Regions from separate parts of the Gossypium hirsutum genome. Here regions 2 and 3 are each linked to region 1. The links are chromatin contacts, called in public Hi-C maps. All regions are on one chromosome and are shown on one strand. The core of a region is the stretch at or near the end of the contact, and the rest is flanking DNA. Distances in the headings are between cores, read along the strand shown. Region 1 holds the start of LOC107948144 (rho GTPase-activating protein 5). Region 2 holds the start of LOC107919373 (CBL-interacting serine/threonine-protein kinase 9-like). Region 3 holds the start of LOC107923274.

Region 1 (3,710 bases), core at 905-3,404:
CCACCTCTTCCTCTAGTATTTACAATCCCGAGATTCCGTGTCTTCTTCGTCGGCTTACTCAACTGGAATATCGGGTGCCTGCATAATCGCCTTACACCTTTTCTTAAACTTAGCCGGTCACCGTTATCATATCCACTTCTACATTCAGTTTCAACATTTCCCATTTCCCATTCATTTAGTATATTGTTGCCTGAAATGGACTCAACTTCCTCTTCTCTGTTACTATCCTGACTGCTCCATTGTTTCTCTTCGGGGTCACTTTCGAGTCTACTCAATGTGTCAACCCTCAAGAACTTAGCAGTGGCAGGTTCCTTAGATGCACATGTATCGGTTATGCCTGTAGGACAATCTGAGCAAGATGGAAGCAACCTGTCCTTGGTAGCGGACTCATCCCTTTCTCGAATTGTCTTTAAGATCAATGTTTTGAGGAAGTTCATCACTTGCACGGCGTGAATCAATGCTGTCAAGGGATCGGCCATCTGCATTAGGTAGATATATTCCTCCATTCAGTTTTTTTTCCTAAAACTAAGTGTTTCAGAACAGAATAAGGAGAAATCAGTTATGGCGGATTCTCTCCGGTCCTAGCCTTCCACTCTGCCACTCTGCCGAGATGAGAGGCCAACAATACTATACTACCCCAAGGGACAGTAATGTTTACTCCAATGTCCACATGTTTAGGCCGTCCATTACTGTCCGAAACAGGGCAGCTGTGAAACACACAAGGTGAACTCACTTCACCAGGCCACTCGCCCCGGTGCAGTTGAACTAGCAAGACCCCTAAATGCAACAAAGAAAAGTACCTGAGTCATATTCGGTGCGAAAACCATCGCGATGTTGCGTGCATTCATTTTGTTGTATTGTTCATACTCCACAACATCTGCCATCAAATTGATAGCCCAATCAAGTAAAGCAGCTTCTGTTGAAGGAAGCAACTTCACAAGCTCAACGCAATCGTCTTCCGTGTTGCAATGCATCACCTGCTCCGGTGTAAGGCAATCGAGCACTCCACTAGGAAGTTCTCTAAACCATGCCTACGAAACATTAATTCGAAACCAGATATGCCGTGAATCGCAAGGCACAAATTCAATCATCACCAAGGTTTAAAACCAGACATGCTTATATATATCTATACCTTTATCAAACCAGCTAAACAATGGACATCGATTCCGTGCGGTAAGATACCTTTGTTTAACTTGTCTCGAACATACTCTTCTTGACTATTTTCGGCATTAATCCGAAATATTCCTTCTGCCTTCAAATGAAACACAATTAAAACATAATTTAGTCATTAAACCAACATAGGCTAAGACTCTTACCTTAAGACCTCCTTCATCATAAAAACAACTCTGCATCATAAGAAGAATTGTTGGCAAACTATTCCCTTTATCATCATAAGAACACTGCATTGACTTAGGAGAAACCCCAAAAACACTTGCACTGTAAACATGCAATAAACAGAAACAGATCAATTGAGTTCTTAGAATCCATAACCAGAACTTTCATGGATCCAAGGCTTTGAAGAAACAAACCTGGCACTAGGAACCTTTGAGGGAACATCAGGTTGGAGTTCAGTAGGTAAGCCGAGGAAGCCATTAAAGCAGTCGAAAGTAACATGAGAGACATGCTTGACATCAGTTGGTAAGCTAATATCCATGGAAGATATGTCGTTGGTGTCCACACTGCAAGTGACTAATGACTTCCTTAACAACGCTGCTAATATATCCACAAACGGGAATTGGTTGTTGTCTCGTCGTCCTCCATGACTACAACCAAATTTCGATTTCGAGCTTATCAATGGCGTCGTAGCAATAGGGTTCATCCCATCTTCTGCAAAATCTTCTTCTTCTTCATGATCGTCATTCGTCTTGGTTTGGTGAAAGAATGGACTCGGAGCAGCATGGTTTAACTCACTGAGTCCGAGCAGTCCACAAGATTTGGATCGAAACAACCCAGCCATCGTTCTCTCTCATCCAAAATCTTACGTTAAAATATGTATTATATATGAGAAAATGAAAATAACAGCTCTTATTAATTATAAAAATGCATTAAAATTCAACTTAAATTAGAGTGTACATATATATACATATATATTCACTTCTTGTCCCCCACAGTACAGTCACATGGGCACATGGCAAGGTTTCTTTTTTTGTCTCAAATCTGAAGCTTTTATGGGTGCTTTCTACCCTACTAATAAGCTGTCATTGCAGAAAGACAGTTTCAAGAGTACCATTAAAAAAATATATTTGAAAAAAAAATCCTTTTTTGTAATATATACACATAAGGTCCCATTAAACATCTGTTCTTTAGGCTAAATTATGTTATTAGTCTCTGAACTTAACAAAAATTGTGAATTTAGTCCTTTTACTTTTTAAATTTTAAAGTTTCAGTCCTCACCAAAAGAATAACTATTAAATCCATTATGTTATATTCTATTATTTTTAAAATTTGATGTGGCAAATATATTATCATATGTGTAATACCATGTCAACTTGTTATTTCCTCATTATTCACTAAAAATCCAGTTAATGGATTAATGACCATCATTTGTATCAAGATTGAAATTGTAAATTTCGAAAAGTATAGAGACTTAGAATTGTACAATTGGAGAATATAGACTAATCTACAATTGTACGCATAGTGCTAGACTAGTAATTGAATTTAACCAAATAAATTTAATTCTTATTATTTGGGTGATGACTAAAATTTCAAAATTTTAAAAATATAAGGACTAAAATTGACTAATTTAAAAAGTATAAGAACTAAATCTACAATTTTTTATAAAATAAAGTGAGTGATAGCAAAATTTAACCTTTCTTTTATACGACACCTTCAATGTCCCATAGTTACATAAAACCTTTGAATTCAAAGTTAAATCAAATTAGATTTGGGGACCAAATTTGTTCCACTGCTATTTTCTTCATTCCTAAAACTTAAATTCAATACTTTACTTAAAAAGTATCTAGCTTTGATCAAACAAAATAGGTAAAAGTGCAATGGAGGCCCTTATACTATAAGTCAGATTATATTTTTTTCCTTTTACTAAAAAAAGAGCAAATTAGCTCCTATACGTTAAATTAAAAAGCAAACGGATCCTTCTGTTAAAAATTTCATCTATTTATAATTTTAAAATTTGATCCCTATACATTAGAATGAGGTACACTAAGCATGCCACTTGTAATTGTTTGGTTATATTCCGTCAGCCATGTCAATTGTTAACAACAGAAATAGATTGAAATTTCAATAGAATTGACCAAATTACTTTTTAATCTACCGTTTTTTAAATACAGGAACACAAATTGTAATCTAAACAACTAATAGAGGAATTCTATAGCACTTTTACCAATCTTTTAATATAAAAGTGGATGGAAAAGCCTGTTAAATAGTTCTGAACAGATAGACATGGTAAAGAGTTTTGTACTTTTAAGAACCAAGTTTTGTGAAAGCAAGGGAGGTAAAAGGCAGACATGGAAAGGGTAGCTACCGGTTAATTAAATACACCATGACCATGCAGCGGCAAATACGACGAGACACGTGAACAATGAACACCTACCATGCAGATATAGTCCCACCGCCTGATGTTGATCCGACGGTTCCTGGTCCCACATCCCTAATCTTGTCTGAACTGGAAAGTGGAATGCTTTTTACACTTCACATGTCTACTGTTGCATTTGCAGTTTGCAATTTGCATGCACAGGTATAGACACATTTGC
Region 2 (3,710 bases), core at 692-3,191, 200 kb before region 1:
TTAGGTTGTGAAAGTATTGATAAAATAAGTAAATTATGATTGGCAATGGTATATAGTATGAATTTGAAATTTGAAAGAAAAATTCGTAGTAATTCTCATTTAGTCCCGAATTGATTTTACTGTTCATATTGGACGCGAGAGCCCATTAAAGGGACGTCATCTTAAAATTATGATGAGTCTGAACGTTTATATTTAATTAATGTCTGTATTGTACTGTACTGATTGGTAATGTCTCATAACCCTATTCCAACGACGGTATGGGGTTAGAGGTCGTTACAAATTATATGTGTATGTTTTTTATCTTTTATATGACACATATAAAAAAAATATCTTTAAAATGATATAATTTACTTCGTATAATAATATTTTAATAATTACTTAATTGAATTGATTAATTTATAACACCCATTTAATAAAGTAATTAATAAAAAAATAATTTTTCCCACTAGTGGATGCTATAAATTAACGACAAAATGCTTACAATTTTGTCAAAAAGCTCTCCACCATCAATATATTCGATCACTATATAAATCTTTGTCTTGCTTGCCGTAACCTATGGATTTAAACAATAAAAATTAAAATAATATAATATAATCTTATCAGTAATAATCTTACATCTATGTTCTAGGGATTAAGATTATTTACCTCGTATATTTTGATTACATTGGGATGCTTGATGAGCTTCATTATTGATATTTCCCTTTTTATCTGTTCCAAATAAAAGCACCCATTCAAGCAAAAAGGAAAATAAAACATCTTGAATGCAATAAAATATGGGATTAATTTTATTCCCAAGATTATCTTAAAAGAATCAAAATTTTAGATTTGTATTTCGTAAATAGATCAAATAGTTTTGGGAAAGCTTATTTTTGTTTAGGATATTCTCTAATTCGATTCGGTTTTAAATTTACTCATAATTCAATATGACAGGTCAAGTAAGAGCTTTAATCCCTCCAAAATACCTTGATTTCTCTGAAATAAAAAATTACTATTTAGCCGCTCATTAATTATGAATAGAAGTTTGAACTTTAAACCCAAAAATATAAAAATTTTATTTAACTTAAAAAAGATATAAAATAAAATTATACTTTTAATCTTTAAAAATTTATAATTTAATTATAAATATCAACACATATTCTTATATCAATTAACAAAGGGTTAATATAAATTTTGACCCTTTAGACTTAGTAAGCAAGTCCATATTAGTATTTGTACTTTTTTTCCATTTTATTACCTAAACTTATAATTAAGTTCATTTTTATCCTTAAATTCGAATTCAACTAAAATTTAATGACATGACACTCTAAGTTAGACCACATTATCACCTAAATGATGTGTTATATCATCATTTTTAAGTTCAAGCATCAAAATAAACCAAAAACTATATAGGAACCAATTAGGACCTAATTGCAAAGGGGCTAAAAATTATATTAAATCCAAATAAAAAGTCACTGGTCCATGCATTTTACGTGGAGGATCATAGCAATGGTCCAACTTTTTGAAATGAGTAGACGTAAGACCCACATTTTATTGACGACCGGCAAACATCTATGTGGTTTTCCATATACATGCAAAGATTATATTTTTACCTGTTCGACAATCCGGCGACGGAGGACTTGTTCACGGTCTAGGATTTTAATGGCGACACACTCGCCGATCTCCACATTTTTAGCGAATTTAACCTTCGCAGAGCTCCACTCACCCAACGTTCTTCCCAGTTCGTACTTCCCCACACGTGTCCTCATCGTCCGTACCTGCCCCGCGGTATTATTACTACTCTTCTTCGTGCTCATTGTCCTGCCTTAAACAATCCGTACAGATTTCCCCTTTTTTAGGGGGGTTCTTTGGCGTGGGGAGAATTGACGAGAGAGAGAAAAAGAGCGGAAATGTGGTGGTGAGGGGGAAGAAAACGGCGGAGGCAACGGCGAAGGAGTGGCAGGAATGATTTGAAGGGAAGCATGGAATTATAGATATCGAGGCATTAGAGGGATTATATTGGTGAGCGGGAAATGTGGGGCCCAGAGGATAATGACGTGGATCCGGAAACATAGTTGTTCCTTCCGTGGCTGCCTTTTTGAATTTACTAACTTAACCCTTCTGATCTTGTCTATTAAATTTAACGAATTTACGTAGAATGGGGCAAAAGACAATTATCCCCTCCCATCATTTCTTTCTTTAAAAGGAAACAAAACACGTGGGTTAACGAGTTTCGTGTTGGAGTGGATTTATTTTTTTGCTTTATTACTTGTCTCGTTTTCCATATTTTAAAAAGTAGAATAAACTATAAAAAATACTCTCTCTTTTTTTCGGATCATATATTAGTTATTTATATTTGAAATGTTATATTTTAATTACTTATATTATTATTTTGTTACAAAATAGTCATTCTATCGTTAAGTTTCATTACCTCCCTAACGACGATATTACATGGTAGTCTAAATGAATTTTAAGTATCAACTCCAAGTGAGATGAGAATAGATTTTTAATTAAATAAATTTAATTAATTAAAAAATTTAAATTAATTACACCTTGAACTGAAAAAGAAAAATCGTTCGTCTCTTTTTTCTTTTAGTTTTCTTTTCTATTTTGACTGAAAAAATTATTCTTATCCAAGTTGGTATTTAAAACTCATTTGGGCTGCCATGTAGGATTGCCGTTAGGGAAGTAATAGAGCCTAACAATGGAATGACTACTTCATAACAAAATGATAACGTAAATGACTAAAACATAATATTTCAAACATAAATAATTAAAATGTAATTTGAGGCAAACAAAAGTGACTATTGTTATGGTTTACTCTAAAAAGTATTTTATTTATTTATAATTCTAAATTGAGAAAAATTAATATTTTTCCATTTTTATCCAATTTGAAATATTATTTTGACTTAATTCCCAATTTAATAATTATTTTTCTCAAATACTTAAATTTTTTTATCTGAAGTATGCAAATGTGAATGTTTTTAGTTGAACAAAAAATTGTTCACACAATAACATTTTTAAAATTTTCAGAACACAAATTTGAAGAAATTATTTTTAGAAATATATATTATTTAAAAATATTTTATTTGAATTAAATAATGTAGTAAAGAGAAAAGGTACCGTTTCTTCCTGTTTCTCATTGACTCCCCCTCTTTAACTAGCAGGAAAGTTAGAACAAATATTAAGGTTTGAGACCCAGCTGATTCCTTTCATCTGTACTGCTCCCATTGACACCAATTCTTCATCTCTTCTCTTATATTTTAAAATTTCTATTCAAAATATTTACTGGAAACCTTCTGGGGATTCAAGTCTCTCAAAGGGTAAAATATTTTAATATAATTTGTTACTCTGTTGAAGAGAATTAAGGTTCATGATAAAATGAACTGATGATGTCCCTATTTAAGAATTTTAAAGTTGAAGATAGAAACAATTTATGTTTAGGGTTGAACAAAACTCGATTTTTTAAAATTTTGATGAAGTGGTCTGGGGCGAAACTAGGGGGCTAGTAGACCTGATCTCCCTAAAATGGAAAACTTTCTATTTAGACTCTTTAAATTTTTTAAAATTTTAAATTAGTAAAGGTAAAATTACACTTTGGCCCCCAAAAAATGATAAAATTTGATTTAATTCTTTAAAAATTATAAAGATATAGGCTATAAAAATAGTGAAATTATATTTTTACTATAGTAAAAATTACAATTTAATTTCAGCCCCTTAAAAAATTTCTAACT
Region 3 (3,710 bases), core at 863-3,362, 160 kb before region 1:
TATTGGTAATGCGGAGCGATATAGTTGGACCATCTTGAATGGTGAGTTGCGTATGGTGTAACAAACAGTTATGCTTGATGTTGGGGGAGAATGAACAGTGTTTTTGCCCTTTTCGATTTGATTCTCAGTGTTTTGATTCTTTAATGCAATGAAATATTTGTTTGAACTCAATGATTTGAAAACAAAAACCGATAGATCTGCTCAAAGGCATACATGAAATCCAGCTATTCTTTCTATTCAGCAACTTCTTATTGAAGGGGCTATCCTTTCCTTGGTTCGGTCCTTTTTTCTGTTGTGCCTAAACTCTAGAAAAACCATATATGGTGTAATGTATGGCTTTACTGTTTCTGTTGTTTTTGTCTGTTTTCGCTATTTGTTGTGTGTATTCACAATATCTTTCACTTAATGCTTAAAAATGGAGTATATTATGATTCATTAAGTTCTTGTATTTTAATTTTCATTCTTACCAGTATCTTGATGAGAATAAGAAGTTGATTTTGGCAATTTTGGACAATCAGAATCTTGGAAAACTTGCTGAATGTGCGCAGTAAGTGATTTATAAATTTCAGTTTCTTCTTTTATCTACCTTAGTGGCGCATGCTGCATCTTTAAGTTAATGTTTGAGGTTTATTATATATGTTTGCTTTAAGTTGGAAGCGGCTTGTTGAAAGTGCTAGATGCTGTAGGATGTATTATGGTTCACATACCTCAAACTGAAGTATTTAATGTTATCGTCAATTAGTTGTAAATTCTTCCTTCCTAGATAATTGTGTGTGTTTTTAGTTGAAAGTGGGACTCGAATTGGGAGTTTCCTAGATCCAAACTGGGATGAGTCTTCTGCGGATATGTCTGAGCCTTGTAATGCATATACGGATGGTAAAATCTCCACTCCAACCAAACCCGATTTGGTTCTTGTTGCCATTTATCTTGCATCAAGAGCATTTATAGAACTAATTAATGATCACTATATTATTTGTCATCTGTATACATTAGCTTGGTTTTTCTGCAAATGTGCTATCAAGGATTCGTGATGGAAACCAAGTTTATTGTATTGGTTTTTCTTTGTATACATCATTCGCACATGCATATATGCTTACATGTGCAATATCTAGGCAGTGTACCTATACAAGATTTTGATGATGTAGGTATCAAGCTCAGCTGCAAAAAAATTTGATGTATTTAGCTGCTATTGCGGATGCGCAACCGCAATCGATGCCAACAATGCCTCCTCAGGTGAGTGTTAAGATAACTTCTTTCTTCTAATCTATCCGCTGCTACACTGCTTCCTGACACATTTTCCATCATCAAAGATGGCACCACATCCTGCAATTCCAACCGGAGGATATTTTATGCAACATCCTCAGGCTGCTGCAATGGCACAACAACCTGGCATGTACCCTCAAAAGGTGCCATTGCAATTCAATAACCCACATCAAATGCAAGACCCTCAGCATCTCCTGCACCAACAGCATCAGCAAGCCATGCAAGGTCAAATGGGAATCAGGCCTGGAGGACCCAATAATGGCATGCATCCCATGCATTCCGAGGCCAGTCTTGGAGGTGGCTGCAGTGCTGGCCCCCCTCAATCTTCAGGCCCAAGTGATGGACGTGCTGGAAACAAGCAAAACCCTGAAACCGGTGCCAATGGACAGGGCAGCACAACCGGCGACAGAGCCGAGGAGGGAAAGTGACTGTGATGGTAGGTTTATTTTACAATAGAATTTGTATTCCTCTGGTAGTCATCTCATAGACTGTTGTAGAATTAAAACCTTCAACTTGCTCTTTAATGTAGCAGTTTAGGTAGTTTAACTCTTGTTGAGAGGTTGTTGGCATGCCAACGAATTAAACAACAGGTTGTTAAGACAACGATGGTTTTGTTGTAAAAGGAGGTGATATATACGAGCATGTGGTCACTACCTCTGAGGCTGTCATTTTGTAATAACCTATAAAAGTTTGCAGCTTGTATCTAAATTGTGATCCAGTTGAAAATTACATTGCTTTTTCCTGGTTTTGCTTTTGTAAATTACTTTGTAAATCCAGGTCATGGTTGTCAAAGTGGAACCTTTCATGTTGAAGAAGCTAAAAATCTGTTGGCTTATCTCATCCATTGTATTCGGCCTTTAGAAATGCATCTTTTAGTAAAAAAGCAAAAAGCAAAACTTCATTGATTGTAAAACAAACGCATCGAGCATGGTAAAATGAGCTATAGATGCTATGTCTCTTAACAATTAAGATTAGAATCAAAGTACAAAGAAGAAAACAAAATCAACTTGAAAATTCTTTAACATATTCTTTAGATGTCAGCTTTCAATGGTGAAAATGAAGCACAAAAATCACTCTCAAAACATTTGGCACGGAACCAATGCTGGAAAAGGAAAGGCCTTTTCTTTAACTTTCTTGTTCTGTGTTTTGATTTTAGAAGACCTGAGCAAGAAAAAGCAAAAACCAGAAACCGCCATGAGAGAAGACCAACAACGCCCTGTTCACCTCCATAACCACCAAAGAAACAAGCTTTTTATAACCACCAAGTTCTTCACTTATACCACCGTGTATGTCATCATCGTCTTGCTCAGTTACACCTTGGGCTACCTCTCTCACTCCTCTCCTCCTGCACCACTACCACCACTTCCTCCGCCGCCTTCTGTCTTTCAACTCGCTAGCTTACCAACCCAACTCGACAACTTCCGAGTCGCCCCTCACTGTTCCAACTCACCTCTCCCACCCCATCTCGTCTTCCCAACGATTCTTCAACGAGTCTTCAAAGGTTCCTCCCCTTACACCGATTTCCCACCACCCCACCTCCGTTCCATCCTAAAACCAAAAAGAATCAGAGGTTGGGGATCTAACGGTGACGTTTTCGAGCACTTAATAAAACGAGTCAAACCCAAACTCATCGTCGAAGTGGGAACTTTCTTAGGCGCGTCAGCTCTTCACATGGTGAACGTGACTCGGAAACTCGGACTCCAAACACAGATACTATGCCTCGACGATTTCCGTGGATGGCCGGGTTTCAGAGACCGGTTCAAATACATTAACGACATAAACGGCGACGTTATGTTGCTTCAACAGTTCATGCAAAATGTGGTTTATTTCAACGCAACCGGGTCGGTTTTACCCGTACCGTTTTCGACAAGATCGGGTCTAGAGAAGCTATGTGAATGGGGAATAATGGCGGATCTATTAGAAATAGATGCGGGTCATGATTTCATATCCGCTTGGGGAGATATAAACGGAGCGTATCGGATATTGAAACCCGGTGGGGTGATTTTTGGGCATGATTATTTTACCGCCGCGGATAACCATGGGGTAAGAAGGGCAGTCAATTTGTTTGCGCAAATGAATCATCTCAACATCCGAACTGATGGTCAACATTGGGTCATTGATACTGCTTTAGTAAGAAATTTTTGATATTTTTATCCATGTAAAAAAGAATGGGAAAACTTTGGGGTTGATTGTGTAATAATGGGATTTACCTTGGCCTTCATAGTCATTCAACAAAGCAAGAATAAAAAAAATAATTTTTTAAATTATCCATTAATTTGTATACACTAAACCAAACAGTTTAGGAAGGCAGTGAAGTAGGATAAGTTTTGGTATTGAAAAACTTAAATTAAATTAGAATTTATATCAATACCAAAAAATTAAATTAAACCCAAAAATATTAATCCCTAATACCATGTTATCTTCAAATCTTAAATTTCTTTTCATTT

The links. A called contact is a pair of places that touch in the nucleus more often than the background predicts.
Region 2: a contact with region 1 is called in a Hi-C map of leaf, with 2.6 times the contacts expected there. The contact joins the promoter of LOC107919373 here to the promoter of LOC107948144 in region 1. A contact is called at or near these places in 3 of 34 Hi-C or Micro-C datasets (all in leaf).
Region 3: a Hi-C map of leaf shows a contact between it and region 1, with 4 times the contacts expected there. The contact joins the promoter of LOC107923274 here to the promoter of LOC107948144 in region 1. A contact is called at or near these places in 2 of 34 Hi-C or Micro-C datasets (callus and leaf).

Annotation. Positions count from the first base shown.
Region 1 is chrA12:82,138,282-82,141,991 of Gossypium_hirsutum_v2.1, reverse strand. It overlaps LOC107948144 (rho GTPase-activating protein 5), which reads right to left and starts at 2,154. Exons shown (of 5, transcript XM_016882615.2): 1 at 1,530-2,154; 2 at 1,317-1,437; 3 at 1,133-1,252; 4 at 801-1,031; 5 at 1-479. The coding sequence starts at 1,957.
Region 2 is chrA12:82,336,325-82,340,034 of Gossypium_hirsutum_v2.1, reverse strand. LOC107919373 (CBL-interacting serine/threonine-protein kinase 9-like) reads right to left here and starts at 1,941. Exons shown (of 9, transcript XM_041082849.1): 1 at 1,590-1,941; 2 at 646-708; 3 at 482-553. The coding sequence starts at 1,793.
Region 3 is chrA12:82,298,447-82,302,156 of Gossypium_hirsutum_v2.1, reverse strand. It overlaps LOC107923274, which reads left to right and starts at 2,112. Exons shown (of 1, transcript XM_016853488.2): 1 at 2,112-3,530. The coding sequence starts at 2,311. The coding sequence ends at 3,408. LOC107923287 (GRF1-interacting factor 3) reads left to right here. Exons shown (of 5, transcript XM_016853496.2): 3 at 471-547; 4 at 1,146-1,233; 5 at 1,311-1,992. The coding sequence ends at 1,691.